Linked DNA regions of Sus scrofa: all the other regions are linked to region 2. The links are chromatin contacts, called in public HiChIP or PLAC-seq maps. All regions are on one chromosome and are shown on one strand. The core of a region is the stretch at or near the end of the contact, and the rest is flanking DNA. Distances in the headings are between cores, read along the strand shown.

Region 1 (6,292 bases), core at 725-3,224, 280 kb before region 2:
TCCAAGGACCCCATCTCCTTATGCTGGTGTTTTCTAGAGTCAGTTCCTGGCACTCAGTAGTAAATGTTTATTAACTGAGATGAATGACTAGAGGTGGGTTCAAATGCCTCCGTTCCTTCATCTCTATCTACCTTTTTTTTTTTCTCCCTACCTTATGGGATTGTGGATAGTGTTCTATTCATTTCTGGCATATAGAAGATGCCCATTAAAGCTCATTGAATTGAATTAAACAGAATTAATCTTTCTGCAAATACATCCCACATCTGAGAGGAGAAATAGTTTGGTTCCAAGGCGCTTAGCTTAAAACCTGAAGGAGATGGAGTTCCCCTCCTGGCTCAGCAGAAACAAATCTGACCAGTATCCATGACGACACAGGTTTGATCCTGGCCTTGCTCAGTGGGTTAAGGATGTGGTGTTGCCGAGAGCTGTGGTGCAGGTTGCATACACGGCTTGGATCTGGTGTGGCTGTGGGTGTGGCTTAGGCCAGCAACTGTAGGTTTTTTTTTTTTTTTTTTTTTTTTTTTTTTTTTTTTTTTTTTTTTTTTTTTTTTTTCGGCATATGAGTTCCAGGCTAGGGTGAATCGGAGCTGTAGCCACGCCTACGCAGCCCAGCAACGCGGATCCGAGCCGCTCTGCCCCCACGCTCCGCCGCGGTCCTTCCACGGCGGCGGGTCGAACCCCCTGGCCTAGCGACGTCCCCCACTACCCACGACCCCCCACGCCCTGTAGTCCATTTGATAGCTTCGACCTCATATGCCGTGGGTGCGGCTCTAAAAAAGCAAAAAAACAAAAACAAAACAAACTTCCTAAACTGTGCTCAAAACTCAAAATACCTGCACAAAATATTTTCTGATTTCCTTCGTCTGGATTGAAAGGGATGGGGAAGATGGGTTCAGTTTCCCCAGAGTCTCCTTATTACCAGAGATTCTTCTCCAGATGCTGCTAGGGCTCAGGGGCTGCTATTCCTAGGCGGCCTCAGCTTCCTCCAGGGGAAAGTGTTTCTGCCCTTACACAGAGGGGTGGAGACTCTTGGTTGTGTACTGGGGCACACAGTAGGCCCGCAATTTGTAGTGGACTGATGGTAAAATAATGGAAGCCTCTGAAGTCCATCTTGGGGTCCCCACTACCCAACTGTCTCCCAAACCTCCACAGAGCAGGCACTTAAACATTAAACCTACCAAAGCCCTAAAGCAAGTGAATGGGTCCAACAGCGCCCCCTTGCGGTGCTTTTCACCAAGCGGTCACTTGGGAGGAACATCTTTGCAGTTCCGCCGCCGAATGCTGGGCAGCACAAAGGAACACAAGCCTCCAGGGGAGGGGTCCTTGAAAAGGCTATAGTCCACGCCGTCTCCCACCAATTTTTAGAGATGGAGCATTGGGCCCAGAGTGGTTTGGGGAAGTGGTTTGCACAGGGGGGCTCCTGGAATTCGCGAGAGGCTTAGGGCGGCGGTCAGACGGTGGAGGCCCCCGAGCAACCTGTCGCGGAGCTGCGTTTGCATAGCACGCATCCTGTATTTTCTTAGGGCGAGTGTGTGTTCGGGGCGGCTGCGGCGACTGGGCTAACGGAGCTGATGGAGACCCCGGCTTGGCCTCCGGCGGAGGAGCTGAAATTAGAACCCGGATGGGCGGACCCCGGCCCGGGAGCACTCGCGGCCGGGTGCACGGCGCCCCCCAGTGGTATGCCGGGAACCGGAACGCCGCGCGCTCCCAGGCCCGCCTTGTCTGCCGACAAAAGAGCTAGAGTTCCGGGGATCCGAGCCCACCGCGCCGGGGACGGGGCGGGTCCTCCCCTCCGTGGCCTCCTAGGCTCTGCCGAGGCGGTGGGAAGCAGGGCCGCCCAGCCCGGAGTCCCCGCGGGTGGAGAGGAGCGTGGGCGGGGCTCCCGGAGGTGGGGTCCCCGGGGCGGGGAGCGCCGAGTCCGCCGGCCGGTGCACAGTCTCGCTGGAGTCCGACAGAGCCCACACTGGTCCCGAGATGACGGCGAGCAAGCGGGTGGCAAAGGTAACCGCGTGTAGAATGACCCTTTCTCAAGGCTCCCCTCGCCTTGCTAGTCCCTCTTCCCTGCATCCCTCCCTTAGCAGTGCGAGCGCGTTTGTTTGTCTGGGTACCAGGGATGGCTGAATCCCTGCCATCTCCGCTCCCACCCCAGAGGAAGAGGGATCTTCGAGAGGGGCCAGAGCTGGAGTTTGGGGGGGTGAGGGCATATCGAGCGGGGGTGTCGCTGGCTCCCTGAGCTGTGCTGGGGATGGGAATGAGCCCCCCCCCCCATTGGTTTCAGTTTCATTTCTTCTCCCAGAAACTTGTGATAACAATTGCGTGCGTCTCAGGTGCGGGGAGGCTTCGTTGGCTTCTTCTTGGAGACAGGCCCTCAGCTGGAGGTGGTGGCGGGTGCGTTTTGAGCAGAGATAACCAGGACAAGGTTCTTGTCCTGGCGTAGCCCATGGCCTGCCCTATAATTTGGTACCTACGTTAGAGTCCCGAGAAGTATGAGATGCTGAATAGGAGGCAGGAGCAAAGTTCTCAGACTGTTCTGGGAAAGAAAAGATGCTAGGGCGATGTCCTGGGGTAGGTGACGGTGTGTTTATTTGTTCTGCAAATGTTATTGAACCTCCTCTGTGCTGGCTCCTGTTTTGGAGGCAGAGATGAACCAAAATCCTGCCCTCACTGAGCTTTCATTCCAACCAGGGATGCCATTTGAAGTGACCTCTGGAAGGATGGAGAGGGGACAGTTTCCCCCATGAGTGGGAAAAACCCAGGTTGTGGCTGGGATTGGAGACAGTTTGAGAAGGTTAGAGCAGTTCTGGTGAGGTGGGTCTGATACCCCCTCAAGCTTTGAGTCTCCTGGAAATTCCCCTCCTATGTACAGAGCAGGGGGCAGGCTTGAGGTGGGTGATTGAGCCTCTGAGAAGATCTCAGATAGGGCATTCAAAGCAGGCTCAGCACAGAGGGACTGAAATCTGGAGATTGGCAGCAAAATGGGCCAGAGGGTCTTTCCAGCCAAATGGGAAAGAATGAGGAGCCAGTATTTATTGCACTGGCACTGTTAAATGAGTGCCAGGCAGCTTACATTAGTTATTCCAGCTCATTCCCACAGCATCCCTGTGAGCTAAGTCATATATCCCCATTTTCCAGATAAGGAAGCTGAGGCTTGGAGAGAATAACTTGGCTCTCCTGGGTCACCCCATAGAGATCGAGGGAGGGACCTTGGACTGGAGCCCTGGTTGGTGGAGCTCCAACCCACAGGTTCCTTCACTGGTTCTTCTACTTTCGTTTTCTATTCTTCTGAGTCAGATGATTTCCTAACAGACCTCAGGACAGAGGCGTGTGTCCTAGCTTGGGTTTCAACATTCCCAGGCTTTGGGAAAGTCTGAACAGAACTCATATAAAACAGATCAAGTCCAAGGGCTTCCAGTTCTAGTGAAGCTGGGAAACTGACCATTTCAGAGCTTCTCTGTTTAACCTGGGGGTTCATTCTTGCTCAGGAGTCACAAGTGATACTGGAACTAGGACTTGTAGTAGAGATGCTTCTAGTTTGGGATAGAAGATGAAGAAAGGGTCATAGATTCCAAGCAGAAGGTGCAAAATGCAGTTTGTTGGCGTGAACAGAGTTGGCGTATGGACTGAAAGATAAGAAACAGGGATAAGGGGGTGTTTGTATGTTGGGGAGGGGCAGAGAAGTTTAGATGGTGCACATGTGAGAAGACCCCTCCCCCACTGTGAACGAACTGGCTTGGGGGACCTTTCTCTCTGCCTTTGTTTACGTCAGAATTTTGCAGCCTTGTCAGTACTCACATTTGGGGCTGGATAATTTTTTTTTTTTTGGTCTAAGGGCTGCACTCACAGCACATGGAGGTTCCCAGGCTAAGGGTCACATCGGAGCTGTAGCCCCTAGCCTACACCACAGCCACAGCCATGCCAGATCCGAGCTGCATCAGCGGGCTACACCACAGCTCGTGGCAATGCCGGATCCTTAACCCACTGAGGGAGGCCAGGGACTGAAGCTGCGTCCTCGTGGATGCTAGTCAGACTCGTTTCTGCTGAGCTATGACAGGAACTCCTGCAGTTGGATTCTTAACCCACTGCGCCACAGCAGCAAGTCCCCATTTCTCCGTTTGTGACAGCCAAAAATGGTTCTAGACATTGTCAGACCTCTGGGGTGGGGGGTGGGGGGTAAAGGAATCCCCTAGTTGAGAACCACTGTTTTCCACCTGTTTGGTGGTCCAGAAAAATGTGACCTTTTTATTTGTTGTTGTTGAGTTTTTTTTTTTTTTCCCTGAGGTCTATTGCAGAGGGGAGAGGAAAGGGGGGGGGCGGGCAACATAGGGATAGAGGAGTAAGAGATACAAACTCTTAGGTATAAAATAAGCTACAAGGAGATATTATACAACACAGGGAATATAGCCAATATGTTATAACTATAAATGGGGTGTAACCTTTAAAAATTGTGCATCTTACAGTGTAACTTATATCATACAGCAACTACACTTCAATTTTAAACATTTTTTATAAAGAAAAATATAAATATTTGTGTCTTTTTAGGGCTGCACCAGCAGCATATGGAAATTCCCAAGCCAGGGGTGGAATTGGAGCTGTAGCTGCCAGCCTACACCACAGCCATAGAAATGCGGGATCCCAGCCGTGTCTGTGACCTACACCACAGCTCACAGCAATGCTGGATCCTTAACCTGCTGAGCAAGCCAGGGATCGAACCGGCATCCTCATGGGTACTATCAGGTGTGTTACCACTGAGCCACGATGGGAACTCCAAGAAAATATATTTTTAAAGTCTGTTGGCGAGGAGTTCCTGTTGTGGCTCAGTGGTTAACAAATCTGACTAGGAACCATGAGGTTTAGTTTGATCCCTGGCCTCGCTCAGTGGGTTAAGGATCCAACGTTGCCGTGAGCTGTGGTGTAGGTCACAGACACTGCTCAGGTCTGGCATTGCTGTGGCTGTGGCATAGGCTGGCGGCTACAGCTCTGATTAGACCCTAGCCTGGGAACCTCGTATGCCATGGGTGTAGCCCTAAAAAACATAAAAAAAAAAAAAAAGGTCTCTTGTCCCACGGGATGGACCCCAGGATGGAGACTGGGGTTCCTTGGTCTAATACATTTGAGAAGTACTGCATGCTTGCATTCACATCTCAGAGAATCGCAATACACAGTAGCATGCTATAAAGGCTTTGGGAAGTCCTGCATGAAAGAAATCTCTTTAGCCTGGTGTTCCCCATGTACTTGACTGTGACCCTTTTCCTGTAATAACTGTGACGGCTGCATGAGACAGGCTGTGTACATCTGCTCTAACTGGGCCCTCTGCCTCGGCCCTTCTCTGCACGGGAACTCCTATTTATGCCACATGGCCCCACTCACAGTGCTCTCCTGCTCCTCTCTCCTCTCCTTCTCCATTATCTATCCCCACATCATTCACATAATCACATTGTGTTCTTCCGTTACTGTGATGAAGTTCTCAGGGGCTGGGGCCTGACTTAGTCAGATGTCGACAGAGGATGCTGTTGAGGAGGGGGCTGTTGGGAGAACTCAGTGATGTCTGGGTGACCGGGCAGCGTATCTGGGAAGGGAAGTCAATGCTTGTCTCTTTGCTTTTCTGCCCAGGTGTAAAATTCTCCCCTGCTCTGCTCTGCCGGAGTCATTGTCCCTCCCCAGGCCTGGTCTGGAGGAATTTGACTGGGACAGGGTGGTGTCTTTGCTGCCCGCTCTGCCCAGAGCACCATAAAGGCACATTGTCATGTTGGATGCTCAGTGGGTGCCATGAAAGGGAGGGAGGACCTTGTGACTCTCCAGGAGGAGGATAAGATGACAGACGTTAAGGAGCTTGGTTTCCGAAGAGACGGCTGCTAAGAGAGTTTACTCCTGAGTTGTCTTTTCTGGAAGCAGTGATATGCATCTGCCCTCCCTTCTGGTAGCCAAAGAGCTGGTGAGGCTAAAAATCAAGGGATTCATTGAAAGCATCAAGCACTGTGCCCGACACATATCAAGCTCGGTCAATGGGGGCTCTGACCTTGTCAGCTTCTGTCCCCTGGGGTGTCCTGTTTGGGACTTGGGGCAGCTTGGGTGGGGTGAGGGTGCGAAGCAGGGGAGACTAGGCCAACTGCCCACGTGCTGTCCTCCTTCAGGAGCTGGAGGATCTTCAGAAGGAGCTTCCCAGGTACCTCGGGAAGCTGTTCAGCGATGATGCCAACGTGTTGGTGTGGCACGCGCTCCTCCTGCCTGTGAGTATCCAGGGGACCGTGGCCTCTGGCTGGGGCCACATAGGCCAGGGAGGGTTGGGGCAAGA
Region 2 (6,388 bases), core at 3,585-6,084:
CTCACCTGTGAAGTGCCAGTGTTCCCCTTGTGTGGTATCCGTCGAGACTCTTGATTGCCCATGTCAGAAATGGACTCAAACTGACTTGAGCATAAGAGGAATTCTATAAGCTCATGTAACTGGGAGTCTGATGCTAGAACTGGCTTCAGGCACCTGGATCCAAGTATTCAAAAGTTGTGGGGAATCTGTTTTTTAATTCTTCTGATTTCCTTATCTTAGATAAGTTTGCTCCTTATAGCACTAAATGACCCTGAGAAGCTTTGGGCAGGTTTAATTCTACTGGTTTAACCCCCAGAAGCGCCATTTCTCTGAGAGTGGGGTGAGCAGTGTGGCTACCGTCCCCTCTTGAGTCTGAGTTACTGGGGTGAGCTCCGATGGGCTAGAGCTAAGCCACATACCTGCCCTTGGAGCCTGTGGTTGGAGTGAGCTCCTCCTGAATGGGGGCAAGGTGGTTTCCAATGGGAATTTGGAACTGTCTTAATCCAGAAGAACTGGAAATTAATGTTGGGCAGCAAAAAGAAAAAAATCTGCCGGAGTCTACTAACTAGTTCTGTTTGCCACATACTTATGAAGGTCAGTAAGCAGATGCTTGTGAAAATGCCTTGAAAATGGTTCAGCACCATTTAGCCAGAAGGTAGTTCCATCTTCTGGGGAGTTCCACGTGTATCGGATAGAACAGTTTGTTATGTGGGTAGGTGCTGGGTTGGGCTGAAGTTGATTTTCCCCACTTTTTATACAGTAACTTATTATCTCTTCATCAGAAAAGATTATAGGGTAGATTATAATGTTTAGTTCAAAGGAAGTAGTGAAGTGGACTTGGCCTGTTCTGGGCAAGATGGGACAACGGTTTTGTCTCTCAAGAGCATGGGGATGGTTAGGGTCTGGGTTAGCCTACAGTCAAGGAGAGCAGCTGAAGCCCACGGCTTCATTTGTTTTTCCTCATTGATCGATTCTCCATGGCTGGGCATGGAGGAAGCAGGGATGGGACTGGTGCTGGAGTCTGCGGTCCTTTTCCCACTCTCCTTTCTGGGCAGGTGTCTTTGGACTCATTTTCCTCCTGTCCTGAAGTTGGGGGGTGCTGTCTTCTCTCCCGGTGTCTTAAGACCCACTCTCCTTGACAGGTTTGACAGCAACGCCTCGGCCAGCTCCTCCAGTAACGAGGGTGACAGTGACCGAGATGAGAAGAAACGGAAGCAGCTTAAAAAGGCCAAGATGGCCAAGGATCGCAAGAGCCGCAAGAAGCCCACAGAGGTGCGGCCTCCTCTAAGGGGGCGGGGGGCGGCCGTTGGGGAAGGGAAGCCACCTTCTTCTGTCCCCCACCATAGGGCCTGCTGACTGGTCCTCTAGGTGGGTTTTTGTAGCCAGTGATGATGGCCTTGAGGAGCATCTTTGAAAGTCCTTGGGATAATTAGCTTCTGGGAGATCGGAAGTAGGAGCAGGCTTCCTCTGTCCTGGGAGCCCAAGGAAAGGGGCCCCTAAGGAGCATGACAGTGGGGTGTAGAGGGGAGAAGGGCATGGTCTTTGCCCTTGGGAAGCTCTCAGTCTGGCTTGGTGCTGTTTAGGCTTTTTTCCATTTTATCCCCTTAAGCAGACGATCCAAATAATTTATTTGGGAGAATGCAAGGGTTTGTGGGAAATAGATGGCTGAAGCCATTTGGGTTCCTCTGCAGGTGAAGAAGGGCAAAGATCCCAATGCCCCCAAGAGGCCCATGTCTGCCTACATGCTGTGGCTCAATGCCAGCCGAGAGAAGATCAAGTCAGACCACCCAGGCATCAGTATCACGGATCTTTCCAAGAAGGCAGGCGAGATCTGGAAGGGAATGTCCAAAGAGAAGAAAGAGGTGAGTGGCAGCAGACATGAGGAGTGGTGAACTTTGTAACTGATAAAAGGGGCAGTGAGTGATAGGCCATTGGTGGAGCTTTTCTCCATTTTTTGCCTGATTCAGGGAAGAGGTCTCATTTTTCTTTCTTTTTTCTCTGTGTGTGTGTGACAGGAGTGGGATCGCAAGGCTGAGGATGCCAGGAGGGAATATGAAAAAGCCATGAAAGAATATGAGGGAGGCCGGGGTGAATCTTCTAAGAGGTGAGTGTTGGGGCCAAAATGGCCTAGTTCACTGCTTTTTTTGGCAGGTATTTTTGCAGGTCCAGGTTGAGAACTGGGGTGTTAAAAATAATAGATGTGCTTCTGACTGCAGTCGGGCGGTGCTTCACAAATCTGGTAGGCAGTTGTCCAGGTGTGGGTAATGTGCTAGAGAATTTTTGAAGTCACATGGATATATATGGCTCATTTTCCTAAGAGGGTGAGTTTTATTTGAAGGTATGGGAAATTAAAAATTATTATGGAGTATAATTCATAAGCATTTTTATTTTTTATTCATTTTTTGTTTTTTGTCTCTTTAGGGCCTCACCTGTTACATGTGGAGGTTCGCAGGCTAGGGGTCGAGAATCAAAGCTACAGCTGCCAGCCTACACCACAGCCACAGCAACGCAGGATCCAAGCCGCATCTGCGACCTACACTGCAGTTCACGGCAACACCAGATCCTTAACCCACAGCGAGGCCAGGGATGGAACCTGCGTCCTCATGGATACTAGTCGGGTTTGTTAACCACTGAGCCACGACAGGAACTCTCACAGGCATTTTTAAAGACAAAGTCAGCAACATTAAGTACGTTTTGTATGTGGGCTGCTTCACGCTGGAGCCCCTGATTCTTTTAGTTCTTCATTTATGATGCGCTCCCTGGGGGCACTTGGGGCTGACATGCCTGGCTGGCTGTTTTCACTGAGCTGGTCAGTGTGGCTGGGATTGGGAAAGGCTCGTTCCAGCCAGGAGAGGTTTGGCTTTGATGATGGGGGGAACCGGAGGGCCCAGCCCCTTTTCCCTTTTGCTAATGTAGGGATAAGTCAAAGAAGAAGAAAAAAGTCAAGGTAAAGATGGAGAAGAAATCAACGCCCTCCAGGGGCTCGTCATCCAAGTCTTCATCACGGCAGCTGAGTGAGAGCTTTAAGAGCAAAGAGTTTGTGTCCAGTGACGAGAGCTCCTCAGGAGAGAACAAGAGCAAGAAGAAGAGACGGCGGAGCGAGGTGCGGCCGGAGTTTGGGGGCTGAGGGTCTGGAAGGATGAGGGGCATCTGAACCGGTGGTGGGGCAGTTCTTTCTGGACTGGGGGTTGTGGTTGGTCTGTAAGAATAATGAGGGGGCATGGCTCGACCGAACGCTGCTTCTGAAGGCTAGTGTTGGAGTTAAGGCAGGGGGGAGAGGTGGGGGCTCTTCACCACAGTGGTTGGGGACACCTGGATTCGCACTGTACTTTGCTCCTAAGGGAACTTTGGTTTTCAGGACTCTGAAGAAGAGGACCTAGCCAGTACTCCCCCCAGCTCCGAGGACTCGGGGTCAGCATCTGATGAGTAGAGAGGAGGAAGATTCTCTCTCCTTGGCCTTGCCCGGTCATACCCCAGTCTCCCCACCCGCGTTCTGGTACCAGTTTCTCCTCATGTGAAATACAGTCCTTCGATTCTGTGCCATCTGAACAAGCTCCTGCCAGGATGCACTTCATGGGGGCAGCAGGGGAGACGTCTTACTCTGCTGCCTCGCAAGGATGGCTCTTTATAATTTGGGGAGAGATCGGGTGGGAGGCAGGGCAGTACAGGATCCAAATCCTTGTCCTACTTTCCTGACCTTTGGAAACTAGCTGCTGCTTGTCCTGTTCAAGTTGCTGCAAGCAGGGGTCATGTGAGGTCAGGCCTGAAGCTCCTAACTGGGGCTTATTTCTACTTTTATTTTGTATTTCTGGTCTGTGAAAAGCAACATTTAATAAAGGGAACTGACTTTGGAAACCATGTTCTTTTGCCTTCTCTCTAGCCCTGTTGTATCATCCCCACTTTTCTTTGTGTTTACTGCTCTCTCTTTTGACCCTTCAGCTGGGAAGCAAGTCTGCAGGTACATCCTGTTCTGTTCTCGGCTCAACAAGCATTGGTTTTCACTCTCTTCTGCCGGGATGGGCCACCTGAGAGTCCAGAAATGAGAGCTGATCTCATTAGAAAGTCGCTCTCACAGTTACACTCCATTAGCCAAGCTGAGGGGCGGCAGGACCGGCTCCATCCTTAATCACCTATGAGTCAAGGGTCTACCAAGGCTTCAGATAATGGAATCAGGATTGACCAGCTTCCCTGCAGACGTGGGAATGGAAACCTGAGCCTGGAGAATTGGGGAGGATGAGTGTGTGTGTGTGTGTGTGTGTGTGTGTGTGTATGTGTGTGTCGTGGGAGTGGTTGGGGTGTAGTCTGAGGGTGTGTGGGAAAGAATGGAGTATGTGTGCGGCTTTTCTTACTGGAGGAAAGGGGTATGCCGCATTTTTAAGTTAGGAATTTATATCTGGGAATGGGGCATGACAGGAGGTAAATGAAAATGAGCAAGGAAAACAGCTTCCAGTCATCCCCGTGGTTCTAAACCTGGAATTATACACGTGGAGTGGCCACGTTGCGGAGGCTCTCAGGTGTTTTGCCACAGGAAGCCTTTCCAGTCCGCCAACGGTTACCTTCTTTCTAACCGTGACTCTATGGTGCTGCAATCAGTACAAGGAGGCTGGGCCTGAGGATTGGGCAGTCCTAAAGCAGTCTCCTCTCTAGGCAGTCGTCTCGGTTGCCATTTTGCCCAAGCGCTCTTTAGCTGTTGAATTGCGTCAGTTTCGCCGGGGTCTGAGCCTGGGGCGGGCCCCTCATTTGCAAGGTTCATGAATAATTGAGTACCTGGGCTGCGCCTATTTGCATACGATCTGGCGAGTTCTGCGGGCTCTATCCACTCCTAGTTTTCACCGGCTCATGGATATTCATGAGGCGCCTTGGGGGCGTGGGCGTGGGTGGAGCTAGGGGCGGGGCCCCGCCAAGGCTCGCACTGGCTTGGTCCCGCGGTGACGGCGGCAGCAGCGGCGGTAGCGGCGGCTGAGACTGGCATCGGGGCACCGAGCCGGAGCCGAGCGGAGCCGGATCCCGGGGGAGCGCGTGAGTGCGCGGGGGCGGGCAGGAGGGTGAAGGAGGGGGCGGGGTTCGGGAGAGGTGGCGGCGGGGAAAGGCATGGAAGGAGTGGGCGCTTTCCAGTCGGGACCTCGGTTGAGATGGAAAGGGGGATCACTAGGAAAGTTTGCAGGGGCCGGGGGGCGCGTGGGAGGCGGGGGACACAGGGGAGCTGGAGCGTGTGCGCGGGGGCAGAGGGTGCACGGTCTGGCGCTCGTGCTGGCCGAGCCAGAAGAAAGGGGGGAGGGGGCGAGGGCTTGAGGCGGAGCCGGGGGCGGGCGGAGCTACTTGAGGGACCCCCGCCCTCTCTTTTCCCGGGGCCTGGCTAGCCCCCTCCCCCGGCTCCCTCGGCACGCCCCCAGCCACCCCAGTCCGCCCCCACCCAGTCCGCGTCGCCAGTCTGTTCGCCGCTGCTTCACATCCCGCGCACAGGTCCTCCGCTTCTGCCGCCACCGCCTCCTCCTCCACCCTGTTCCTCCTCCTCTCCGGCTGCTGCCGGCCCCTCTGTGTCCAGAGCTCCCCACTGGGCCCCTCCAAACGGCCCCTCGCCCCGGGCTGTTCCGTCTTCCCGTTGGCCCTCCCTCTTCCAGCAGTTCACAGGCTGTCCCTGCCGACCTCTCTGGCCCCAGATCCGCTGGAGATCCCAGGGTCCATAGGGGTGACCCCGCCTTCGGCGATGCTTCTCTGGGCCTCTGCCCCGGGGCTCGAGCTGCCTGGCCTCCCCCACTGCCCTTCTGGAGGCCTGTGCTCCCGGGGGTCAGCTAGTCTCCTCCTGACTGCTGAAGGTGGGGAGTGCTCAGAGCTGCTGTGAGTTTACAGCCCTTGGCTCTGGCCTTGGTCACCTGGGTTTCCGGGCTGGGGCCTCTGGGCTGCCGCGACCCCCTCTTCCTTTGGGGAAGGCTAACCCTGCTTCCTTGCTGCCGCGGGTCACACCGCTGAGGTGCCCATTAGGACCCCAGCTGAAAGGGTGTCTTGGTTTTGGACCAATTTGTCTCCATTTCTCACCACCCACACCATGTCCCTGGTAACATGTTCAAGGACAAGGAAACAGTCTCGTGTTTTATTTTATTTTATTTTATTTTTTCTGTCATGTGCCTCTCCTCCGTGCCCACTTGGACAGGCTCTGCAGGGTTACCCACCCACCCACAGGGAGCATCCTGCTCTGGGGGATTGACCCCCATGGGTTTCTCTCTACCCCTTCCCTGTCCCCTCCCATTTTCAAAACAAGCTGAGGCAGGGTCAGAAGTGAGAGGCAGGTGGGTTTTGCAAAGCTTGGGCACTTGAGGTCCCTTCTTGGGATTTGGTGCTCTCTTCCATACCAGCTGGAGTGGGGTGACTTTGGGGAAGGCGGTTCCCACTGCCAGGGGGCACGCGCGGG
Region 3 (5,765 bases), core at 2,701-5,200, 390 kb before region 2:
ATCTTCTATACCAAGGACAAAATTAGTCAGTGGAGATAACTTTAGACCCTATCAGCCTGGAGGCAGCACCAGAGGAACCTAGATAACAAACTAGACTTTATCTACCTTCAATTTACCTTTCCACAGTTTTCTGTTCTTGGAAGCCTAAAACAGCTTTCCTTTGTCCCGTCATTTCTTCACAAATTTATTGTTCATAGTTGAAGATGACATATAAGCTGGAGTCCTAAACCACCTTTTTTGAGCTACTCATTTTTCCCTAGCTATCGCCCATGTATACAAGTTATACATGTTAATAAATTGGTTTTGTTCTGTTTTGTTGTCTTTTTGCCTTTTCTAGGGCCGCTCCCATGGCATATGGAGGTTCCCAGGCTAGGGGTCTAATCGGAGCTGTGGCCACCGGCCTACACCAGAGCCACAGCAACGCGGGATCTGAGACGCGTCTGCAACCTACACCACAGCTCACGGCAACGCCCGATCCTTAACCCACTGAGCAAGGCCAGGGATCGAACCTGCAACCTCATGGTTCCTAGTTGGATTCGTTAACCACTGAGCCACGATGGGAACTCCAATAAATTGTTTTTATTTATGTATTTATTCATTCATTCTGTGTCCACAGCATATGGAAGTTCCTGGGCCAGGTAGTGAACCCACACCACAGCAGCAACCCAAGCTACAGCAACGACAACACTACCAGGGAACTCCTTTCTGTTTGTATTTTTATTTTAATCGTCTTTGTTTTATTTATTTATTTATTTATTTTGGCTGTAGCTGTGGCATGTGGAAGTTCCCATGCCAGGGACTGAACCCAAAGCCATAGTTGCAACAACACCAGATCCTTAACCTGATGTACCACAAAGGAACTTCCTTTGTCTTTAACCTATTTTGCATTATCTGTCAAGAGCCCAGACGGATAAAGGGAAAATCATTTTCCATCCATGTGTGTGTGTGTGTGTGTGTGTGTCTGTGTGTCTGTGTGTCTGTGTGTCTGTGTATAAAATGTGTGTTGTATTAATATAAACCCCTATTACTAATAAAATACCTATTACTCAGCTTCAATGGTAGTATTTTGCCAATATGGTTCCATTTCATCTATGCCATCCATTTCTTTTGTTAGAGAAACATAAAGCAAATTACAGGACTTCCTGCTGGTGCACCATGGGACTGACAGTGTCTCTGCAGCACCAGGACTAGGGTTTGATCCCCAGCCCAAAACAATGGGTTAAAGGACTCTTTGTTGCCGCAGCTGCAGCATAGCTGTAACATCATAGAGGTGGTATGTACTCTCTACTAACTCACTGCAGATGACATATCAACCTTTCATCTGATGGCTTGAGATGATCATTGCCTAGATTTATTATTTCATTAGAGTGCTACATAATTTTTATTTTATTTTTAGGGCAGAACCTGCAGCATATGGAAGTTCTCAGACTAGGGGTCAAATAAGAGCCGCAGCTACCAGCCTGCACTACAGCCACAGCAACACTGGATCTGAGCTGCATCTGCCACCTACGCCACAGCTTGTGGCAACACCAGATCCTCAACCTACTGAGAGGTCAAGGATCAAACCTGCATCCTCACAAAACATTCTGTCAGGTTTCTAAACCACCAAGACACAACAGGAACTCCAGAGTGCTACATAATCTTTAAATGCTATCACTCTTTCTGTATTACTTCAAATTCTTCTAGTAGGAAATTAACATTCCCTTATCAACTATTTATTACTCTGACAGTGTATAGAGGAAAAGCAAAGTGCTTGATTATTTCTTTTATTTAATAAAATAGAAATGAACTTTTATTCTGTTTAGCCACTGAAATTTTTTTTTTTCCTTTTTTTTTTTTCAGTGCTGCAGCCTCAGGATGTGGAAGTTCCTAGACTTGGGGTCGAGTTGGAGCTACAGCTACTGGCCTACATCACAGTCACAGCAACGTAGGATCTGAGCCACATCTGTGACCTACAACACAGCTCATGGCAATGCTGGATCCCCGACCCACTGAACAAGACCAGGGATTGAACCTGAATCTTCATGGATACTAGTTGGATTGCTTCCATTGCTCCACAACAGGAACTCCCTCTTTTTTTCTTTTTCTTCCACCCACAGCATATGGAAGTTCCTGGACCAGGGATCGAACCCGTACTTCCAAGGAACTGCAGTTGGATTCTCAACCCACCGCACCATGGTGGGAACTCCAAGCCACTGAAATTTTGAGGTTTACCTGTTATTGCTAAGATTATTTACCTTAATATTCTAACTTCCAAATCACCAAGGAAATAGTAAAAGATTTTTTCCAGGAAAACAAACACTAGCTATAAACTCTAAATAGTTAAAGGTCCCTACTTAATAGGTTCTTTTGGAGTTCCTGTCATGGCACAGTGGAAACGAATCTGACTAGTACCCATGAGGATCCGGGTTCAATCCCTGGCCTCGCTCAGTGGGTCAGGGATCTGCCATTGCCTTGAGCTGTGGTGTAGATCTGAGACAGAGCTTGGATCCCACGTTGCTATGGCTGTGGCATAGGCTGTAGCTCTGATCTGACCCTAGCCTGGGAACCTCCATACCCCGCAGGTTCGCCCCCCTGCCCCCCAAATGGATCTTTTGAAGCACCACAGCTATACATGAGCTACTTAATAACACTGGGAAAGAACGGCGGAAGTACGAAAAAGTAAACAAGGGAAGGAGAATAAAAGTAAGGAAGTAAGTTCTGTCAAAAGTCAAGACTCATTCTGGGACCTGGAAAAAAAAAAAGACAAAAACTCAGGAAGGCCCTCCTTCCTCGTAACACAGATTCAGCTATACAGAAGGGGGCACAGAACTTCATCTTATTTTTCTGAGTGGTCCTTCCACTTCTACTTAGGAAGTACTGCAAGAGAGTTCAGATTGATTTCTTTACAATGAATTTTTTTTACAATTCCATTTCAATAGGCCTAAAACTTTATTCATTTTTACATTCTCAGGATGCAGCACAGTGCCTAGCATACAGTCCTCCCTCTGCAGTTGTTAACTGAATTAAAATGACTGATGGTGCTGCTGCTTTGGCCAGAAGAGTGGTTTCAAGTCCCAGCCACTCACTAGTTGTGTGACCTTGGACAAGTCTCCTAACTACGCCGAGATCAATTTCTTCATCAGTGAAACGAGATTACTACTACTTGCCTTGTTTACCTCACTGATTCCTCAAGAGGCTTTACATAACGAGAGCAGCACTGTAAAACAGTGCAGATGCCTCGTTTGGGTAGGTACGAATTGTGAGACGGAAAGGACCTTGGACTCAGGAGTCAGAAGACCCCGGCAGGCTAACTCGCTGTATTCCCATCTTAAACGTGAAGAGGTTTACACTCGACGACCGCCCAGGCTCTAGATTCTTAATAGCTTAAGTCCGCTACAGGTTGGGAACCTCAGGTGTTCTCAAACAGGTGAACCTCGCATCTCGTAGATGCAACCTAGGACAGGGTGTCAAGGTCGCGGGGTCCTAAGGCGGGGGGTCGCTCACCCAGTCAAAGTCACACGGGTTGCCGTCTTCGCGTTGCGTGGGGAGATTGTAGCAGACAGGGGGCAGCTTCCTCACGAGTAGGAAGGCAGCAGAGAGGAGGGCTGACAGAAGGTAGTAAGGTCGGGCCAGCCATCGTGATAGTCGAGGTATCGAATAAATAAGAGCAATTAAAGGCGCGAGAACCGCCATCTTCCCGGCTCTAGCGGCGCCAGCCGCTCCACGGAGTCCGTGAGCCTGGTCCCGCCTCTCCCATCATTGTGCTTCCATTGGGCCTAGTCTCGGATGCACCGCCTCTAGATCCGGAAGCAGATCTCTGACTGGCTTCTGCGTCAGGTTAAAAATGGAGAAAGGGCTTTGATATTTTATTGGCTAATCTAGCTGTCTTTTTTTCCACCTAAATCGTTTTATTGGACATATGCGACTGCGGCAAGTAGGAGATACAGGAGAATTTAAATAAAGTTAAATAGTACTTCCGGAACGTTCTCAGAAGGCGACGGAAGTAGTTGCAGGAAGAAGGTAGGAAGGGCCCGAGGCAACCCAATGGTGAGAGGCTCCTGAAAGAGGAGGGCGGTACTCTGTGAAAAGATTGACCAATGAACGTCACCAACGCCAGACACCGAGACAGCGCCGGGGCGGAGGAGGCGATGGAGAATTTCACGGCGCTGTTCGGAGCTCAGGCTGACCCACCACCGCCCCCGACCGCACTTGGCTTCGGACCTGGAAAACCTCCACCCCCACCGCCTCCTCCTCCGGGCGGGGGGCCGGGCCCCGCCCCGCCCTCTACCGCGGCCACAGCCGCTCCCGGCTCCGACAAGTCAGCGGCCGGTTGTGGCCCCTTCTACCTAATGCGGGAACTGCCGGGTGAGTACAAGGCCTGGTCAAAGCCAGCCAATCAGATCATAGCGAGGAGAGGCGGGGCGTGGCTCTCAGCCTTCCGACTGGGGTGAGGGGTAACCTAGGCAACGCGTGGCGCGATTTCGGAACACTATACTAGAAGAGGTTCTGAGGATTCACAACCGAAAGAATGATTGGAATTGGGATGGATTAGGGGTGGGAAGAGAGTGGATCTCCCTGACCACCTTTCACGCCCGATCCTGCCCCTGACGCTGGTTTTTGACTCCCTAAAGATTATCCTAGCTTTGAGTTTGGTATTTGAGGGTCCTGATTTAACATCCCTGCGGACCCAGTTCCAGATCTGCTTCAAACTTCCTGTTGGTTTGGGACATGTTGTCTTTCTTCCTCTGGGCCTCGGGGTTTCAAAATGTGTTCGAAGAAGTGATTAGAATTAAACCAGGTTCTTTCATTCAAAAAATTATTTTGTTGCGCACCCACTCTGTGTACCAAGCACTCTTCCAATTGCTGAAGATACAGCTGTGAACAAAACTGACAAGATCCTTGCCTGTTTGGGAGTTTACCTGCCAGTGGAGGAGTCAAAGAGTGATAAACAGATATCTGCGGATAAACAGATAGTATCAGATAGTGGTTATGGCTACAAGGGGGAAATGTGATAAAGAATTGAGGGGGCAGAACTGCTTTAGCTAGAGTGATCAGGAGAGCCCTTTCTGAGTAGATAACATTAGAGCTAAAATATAAGCACAAAGGAAGAGCTAGCCATTTATGAGTGGGAGGAGAGAGAACTCTAGATACAAAAAATGAGATTAGAAGGCCCAATGTGAGAATAACCTTGAATATTTGAGGGACAGAAAACCACTTGCACTCCGGGGAAGTGAACAGGGAAAGAGCGATAGGAGATGAAGGTGGGAGAGTAGGCAGAGGCCTCTATAAGACATTTTAAGTTCAGGGGGAACCATTTTGACACAAGAGTCTGAAGTGATCTAACTTCTAACTTATTTGCTTATTTTCAATCATTCGAGCAGCTCTATTAAGGAAGCAAAGTGGGGGAGTTCCCGTCATAGCACAGCAGAAATGAATCCGACTAGGAAGCATGAGGTTGTGGGTTTGATCCCTAGCCTCACTCAGTGGGTTAAGGATCCAGTGTTGTCCTGTGCTGTGGTGTAGGTTGCAGACGCAGCACAGCTCTAGCATTGCTGTGGCTCTGGTGTAGGCCGGCACCTGTAGCTCTGATTTGACCCTTAGCCTGGGAACCTCCATATGCCTTGGGTGCTGCCCTTAAAAAAAAAGAAGAAAAGTGGGAAAATTGGTCAGAAGTTACAGCTTAGTAGTTCAGGAAAGAGATGATAGTTTGAACTAGGAAATAGCAGTAGAGGAGAGAAGTAAATGGATGCCAAATAAATGTTAGAGGTAGAACTGACAGGAAT
Region 4 (5,702 bases), core at 2,786-5,285, 350 kb before region 2:
CAAAAACCAGTTCCTGTAAGGCGCCCATCTCACCTGACATAGATGGGCAGTAACAAAGACCAAGAATATCAAAATCTAAAAACAGGAGTTCCCGTCGTGGCACAGTGGTTAACAAATCTGACTAGGAACCATGAGGTTGCAGGTTCGATCCCTGGCCTTGCTCAGTGGGTTAAGCATCCAGCGTTTACCGTGAGCTGTGGTGTAGGTCGCAGACTCGGCTCGGATCCCACGTTGCCATGGCTCTGGCATAGGCCAGCGGCTACAGCTCCGATTCGACCCCTAACCCGGGAACATCCATATGCCACAGGAGTGGCCCTAGAAATGGCAAAAAGGCCAAAAAAAACTAAAAACAAACAAGGGCATAGCAGTGAAGGGCAGTCCTAGAAAAGAGATTTCTCTTTGACCAAAGAGAATATTTATTGCTACAATGAAAAAAGAAAAAAGTAGGACAAAATTAGGACAGTAAGTCCATTTCCTTTCTGTATATGTCTCCCTTGCTCTCGCTCTCTCATCCCTCTAGCTTTTTAGTTATAACCTTAAAGAGGCAAAAGCTGAATATTTGGTTATCTGGAATAACTCATTAGAGGAACTGGATGAGCAATGTCTTTGCACTGAAAGGTGAGATGCCCTCTATAAGAACCAGAGTCTAACCAGAGGGGTTGATACTTTTCTTCCCAATCAACAGTTTTTTTTATTTCTACTTTGGCCTATTAGGAAGTAAGGGAGACCCACCTTCCTGATATGATTTAGAATAACAATTATTTCTGTTGATGGTAGTAGTAAAATAACACTAGTGCTTTTGGATTTTACAGGATGCTTTTCAACTAGTGATCTCAAAGCACTTAACTGACATTATCTGGTGACAGAGTTCCTTATCTCACTCCTTAAAATTAAAGGCTAGAGAATGCCTGGGGCCATCCCACTGAATGACTTTGAGCAGTCAGGTTCAGAACCCAAGTGTTCACAGGTCCCTGCGTCAACACAAACCCTTTCTACTTCTTTCTCCTTCACTACACTACCTGCCCAGTGATGACAACTTGGAATCTGCAGACCAAAAATTTTATATAAGGATTTTTCCCACCCAAGAGATGCAGTATCTCCCCTAGTACCAAAGGCAGAGATTAAACTATCAGAAGTTTTGAATAGTGAAGTATAAATGTACCCTGGAATTGATCACTTCCTCTCTTTTCTGAGGCATGGAACGCAAAGGTGCCTTCTCTCAACATGCATTCTCTCCCTCTAAACAATGGAGTTTGAGAGGGCCAAACAGCATTATCAGACTAGACTGATTCCTACTTGAATCGAAGCCCAACTTTCTGAATTTAGGCCTAAGTAACTTTGTTAATAATGAGAAGCCAGAGTTCCCGTTGTGGCGCAGCGGAAACAAATCCGACTAGGAACTGTGAGGTTGCAGGTTCCATCCCTGGCCTCGCTCAGTGGGTTAAGGATCTGCCATTGCCATGAGCTGTGGTGTAGCTGGCAGATGTGGCTCGGATATGGCGTTGCTGTGGCTCTGGCATAGGCCAGCAGCTGTAGCTCGGATTAGACCCCTAGCCTGGGAACCTCCATATGCTGCGAGTGTGGCCCTCAAAAGACACAAAAACAAAAAACAATGAGAAGCCAATTCTTGGTTTGCAGGCAGTACTATTAAAAATAAACTTTACCCTTAAAACTCCAAGATTAGAGAAGGAAAATGGCACTGCTTGTATTTTATCATTTAGACACCACATATTATTTCAGATTATATTTTCTGACAGGAAAAAAGTCACATGGGCTACTATTGCCATAGTAATTCAGAGCCACAAAAGGCCATGCAACTTGGGGAGTACAATACAAGGAAACAAGAGAGATCAGCATCTGAGATGTTTAAGGTATGTATGTTAGAAGTGACAAGACAAAACCTAGGACTTTATTGGGTGTAATAAAGATGCATCAGCTCTCAGCAGAAGGATGTACTGTGGGTAGTAGGAATGAGACCGCAGGGTGACTGTGGCTCATCAGAGCCAGTAGTCTGGATCCATACCAGTAGAAAAAGGTGCACAAGAATGTGTATGTCACATTCGGGCATAGAGCAATCTATGGATTGGAAATATGTATATATATATATATATATATATATATATAAAACAAATTACAAAGGTTGGGTTTGAGGGCTTTAACAAAGGTTTAATACAAGTACCTCCTTAAAGGGGTGAATAGGTATGGCAGCAAGACTGACAGCACAAGTATTGCTTGTTGAAATAAAGAAGTATAATAGTATAAGTCTTAATACAAAGTAACCAAGGTATCATGGAATAACCCACATGTCAAAATACTGGCTGAAGAGTCAAACAGAAGTTTAATATGGGTGTTATTACATACGGGGCGGCGGGGGTGGGTGGGTAGTAAAGTACATGGCAATATAAATCTTGTAAGCATTAGGTGGGTTTAAAGAATGGGTGATAAACATTCTGAAGAGATTTAACCCAGTACAGAGAAATACTGGGATAAAACGATAGGGATGCGAATAAGGTCAACCTAGACAAGATGGCATTAACCAGGAAGTGAAAAATCCAAGGCAGAAAAATGATCTAGAGTATAACATGTATCTAATCCTACACCTCCTTTCGTAACTTTAAGTCTCTTACTTCTCATTTCAATGTTTTCATTCGGCCAAGTGGGTAAAACGCTTTCTACCTCCCTATCTCACAAGAGATTCCTATAGGTAAAATAATGTCAAACACATTCGAGTTCCACTTGTAAAAAGTACAGAGTACTAAAAGCATGGAGCTCCCGCTGGTGGGGGTAGGGGAGGAAGCGGACGGATGCAAGAGAACAGGTAACAGGATGAGGCTTGAGCCAAAATAAGTATCAGCAGAGTGGGGTGAAGGACCTAAAAAGCAGGGAGGGAATGGCACCCAATCCCTACCCCGGAGCGGGGGTATCGAGAATCACGGTAAGGGGCAGGGATGGCCGAGACAGGGAAGACCGCATCCGCGGCGGCAGGGCCCATTGGAGCCGCGGGAGACTACAGAGCCCCGGGTCGCAGAGCCGGGGGCGGGAGGGGCGGCGGCTGGGCGCCAGGCGCGTAGGGACCGGGGTCCCCAGCTGGGACCCGGCGACCCGGCACTAACCGGTTCTGAGCCCCGGCAGCCGTGGATCCCCGGCCTCTACTCGTCGTCCGTTTCCGGGGCCCACGGGTCCCGCCGCAGTTGGATGACCCGGCCCGGAGGAGGAATGGGGCCTCAAACCACCTCCCCCTCTTGGGTCCCCCTTCCCTAGAGGTCACTCTCCCCTCCCACCTTCCTGGCCCGACACTTCCGGTTCCGTAGGGGCCGGTGTCCCCGGTACTCACCCCCGGCGCTGTTCCCGTCACCGCTACCGTCGTAGTCGCCGCCGCCTCCCGGTAGTGCCGTCCGGCCTCTGAGAGGCAGCGCGCGGCCGCCGCACGCTCCACGCCCGCCCTGCTCAGCGCGCCCCCGCTCAGCGACGCTCGCCTTCGAGTCAGCGCGCGGCCGTTGCCCTCAGAGCCGGGTCTCGAGCCCTCCCAGCGTTCCCATTGGCTCCCTGTCCCGGGCGCGCGCGACGTCTCGCGCAGGGCACGTTCCTCTCATTCATGCGGCTCGCGCCGCCGCGCCCGCCCCCGCTCACTCTCCCATTCACCCATAGCCCCCACCCCGACGCAGCTCTAGGGCGTGCGCGCGCACGCCGGCGACCGCGGCGACCTCGCGGTCTGATTGGCTGCAAGAGCACAGCGCCGTACCACGCGAGAAAACGAGAACGCGCGCGCAAGGGCCTTCGACCAGCAGAGATGGGTGGGCGTACTGCGCAGTAGTCGGAAAAGGGGAAATGGCGGGGCCACTCTTCCCTTTTTCTGCTTCCTGCTTTGTGCCCCTCCCGTATCGAAGCAGGAAAACTCAGACGTGAAAAATAATTAAATGTGCGTACCGAGAGTACTCAAAAGCAAGTAGTTACCCTTCCAAATTCGCCAAACCCCCTCCAGTAAGTGTGGTACGCTCCAGACAGGCTTCTGGAGTAACCAATCACCCACAGGCCCCGGCGTCTTCCGGCTTCAGCTTCTTCAGTCATTGGCCAACAGTTTGCCCACTAATTGGCCCTCTCCCTTTTTTCTTTTTTCTCTTTCTTTTTTTTTTTTTGATGGCGAAAACTTTATTTAAAACAATTTTGATGGAGCATTCATTAGACCGGCGAGTTCCCTAGTACCAGCAGAATCTCAGGATAATGGAAAGGTCTGGCTTATGGCTTCCGCACGGAGGGGCCTCCCGGAGTGAAGAGTCTGTGGGGAGCGAAGCTCCTGCCGAAGGCCTAGGAGGAAGAGGAAGGAGAGCGAGCGCGAGCTTTGGAACCATAGTGCCAACCGTGGAAGAGGAACACAGGACGCGCGCTGAGGCAGTCGCAACCCCCCGGAGTGGGAGCTGACTCTTGGCTTCGCCTGATTCCCTTAGCGTTTCACTGCAGCCCCTGAGCTGGGTGCCGACATGTAACCTCGCCCAATCCGGGAAATACAGGCAGGAAGGAAAAGATTCTCTAGAAGCTCCTGTCTCTGGAGCTGCTGGCCAACGCTACATAGATCACAGCGCCACATCTTGTCCTAATTAGCCCTACAACGTTGTGAACCCAAGAGCAAGGCCTGGTGTTCTCATTTAGCTCAAGGCCATTTCTTTTTTGAAAGCTGCCCTGGCTATTACGTAATAGTCTTTCAAAAGTGTTCCACCAGCCACTTCACTGAAGCCAAGATTCCTCACCTGTAAAGTGTGATTCTAAATCCTGCGGTCTGTCCTGGTCTTTGGTGTCAAATGTTGCTAGTTTAAAATATGCTCTGAGCACTAGGCGGCATGGGAAAGATCTGCCTTCTTTTCTGAGGTCTAATCTAGTTCTTTCTCTGACATGGCTTATGTAACAGGTTCTATTACATGCTTGCTAAGTGCCTCAATCTACCATTTGTTGCTGCATGCTTCAGAGTTTTGTTTTGTTGTTGTTTGTTTGTTTTAATGGCGGCACCCGCAGCATATGGTAGTTCCGGGGCCAGGGATGGAATAGGAGCCGCAGCTGCGACCTTCTCTACATATCCATAACCCACTGCACCAGGCTGGGGATGAAACTTGCTCTGCCACAGAGACAAGTCGAGTCCTTGGTGGGAACTCCTGCATAGCTCTTTTAATGACAGTGTGTATTTAAAAAATGAAATCTTGGAGTTCCTGTCATGGCTAAGTAGTTAACGAATCTGACTAGTATCCATGAGGTTGCAGGTTGGATCCCTGGCCTCGCTCAGTGGGTGGGGTATCCGGCATTGCTGTGAGCTGTGGTGTAGGTTGCAGGCTCCACTGGAATTCTGCGTGGGCTGTGGCTGTGGGGCAGGCCGGCAGGCAGCTACAGCTCCGATTTGGCCCCTAGCCTGTGAACCTCCATATGCTGCAGGTGGAGCCTTAAAAAGCAAAAAATATTAATAAACTAAAAAATGAAATATTTAAAAACTTTAGACCTTATAAAAGGTAAAGTTAAAGTATTATTGGAAATACAATATTTGTTTCATTTAGAGAGGCTTTTTTAGCTGCAAGTTAGGTTAATTTATATCCTTAGAAATTAAATTTCTTTTTTTTTGCTTTTTTTGTTGTATTGAAATACAGTTGATTTACAAGGTTGTGATAATTCCTGCTGTACGACAAAGTGATTGAGTTCTGTGTGCTATACAGCAGGTAAAA

What was found. HiChIP or PLAC-seq counts read pairs in DNA pulled down with a chosen protein or histone mark.
Region 1: a contact with region 2 is called in an H3K27ac HiChIP or PLAC-seq map of alveolar macrophages. The contact joins the promoter of UBE2L6 here to the promoter of LOC110259265 in region 2. A contact is called at or near these places in 2 of 2 datasets of contacts at active chromatin or transcription factors (alveolar macrophages and skeletal muscle).
Region 3: an H3K27ac HiChIP or PLAC-seq map of alveolar macrophages shows a contact between it and region 2. The contact joins the promoter of MED19 here to the promoter of LOC110259265 in region 2. A contact is called at or near these places in 1 of 5 promoter capture datasets (liver) and 1 of 2 datasets of contacts at active chromatin or transcription factors (alveolar macrophages).
Region 4: a contact with region 2 is called in an H3K27ac HiChIP or PLAC-seq map of skeletal muscle. The contact joins the promoter of ZDHHC5 here to the promoter of LOC110259265 in region 2. A contact is called at or near these places in 1 of 5 promoter capture datasets (liver) and 2 of 2 datasets of contacts at active chromatin or transcription factors (alveolar macrophages and skeletal muscle).

Annotation. Positions count from the first base shown.
Region 1 is chr2:13,352,114-13,358,405 of Sscrofa11.1, forward strand. It overlaps UBE2L6 (ubiquitin conjugating enzyme E2 L6), which reads left to right and starts at 1,975. Exons shown (of 4, transcript NM_001246215.1): 1 at 1,975-2,001; 2 at 6,132-6,227. The coding sequence starts at 1,975.
Region 2 is chr2:13,625,397-13,631,784 of Sscrofa11.1, forward strand. It overlaps LOC110259265 (182 kDa tankyrase-1-binding protein-like), which reads left to right and starts at 4,835. Exons shown (of 5, transcript XM_021083047.1): 1 at 4,835-4,998. It overlaps SSRP1 (FACT complex subunit SSRP1), which reads left to right. Exons shown (of 17, transcript XM_003353864.4): 13 at 1,122-1,251; 14 at 1,671-1,841; 15 at 1,995-2,083; 16 at 2,896-3,082; 17 at 3,338-3,837. The coding sequence ends at 3,409.
Region 3 is chr2:13,237,361-13,243,125 of Sscrofa11.1, forward strand. MED19 (mediator of RNA polymerase II transcription subunit 19) reads left to right here and starts at 3,951. Exons shown (of 5, transcript XM_003122715.5): 1 at 3,951-4,347. The coding sequence starts at 4,080. TMX2 (thioredoxin-related transmembrane protein 2) reads right to left here and starts at 3,910. Exons shown (of 8, transcript XM_005660896.3): 1 at 3,487-3,910. The coding sequence starts at 3,675.
Region 4 is chr2:13,272,482-13,278,183 of Sscrofa11.1, forward strand. ZDHHC5 (palmitoyltransferase ZDHHC5) reads right to left here and starts at 4,036. Exons shown (of 12, transcript XM_021083028.1): 1 at 3,928-4,036.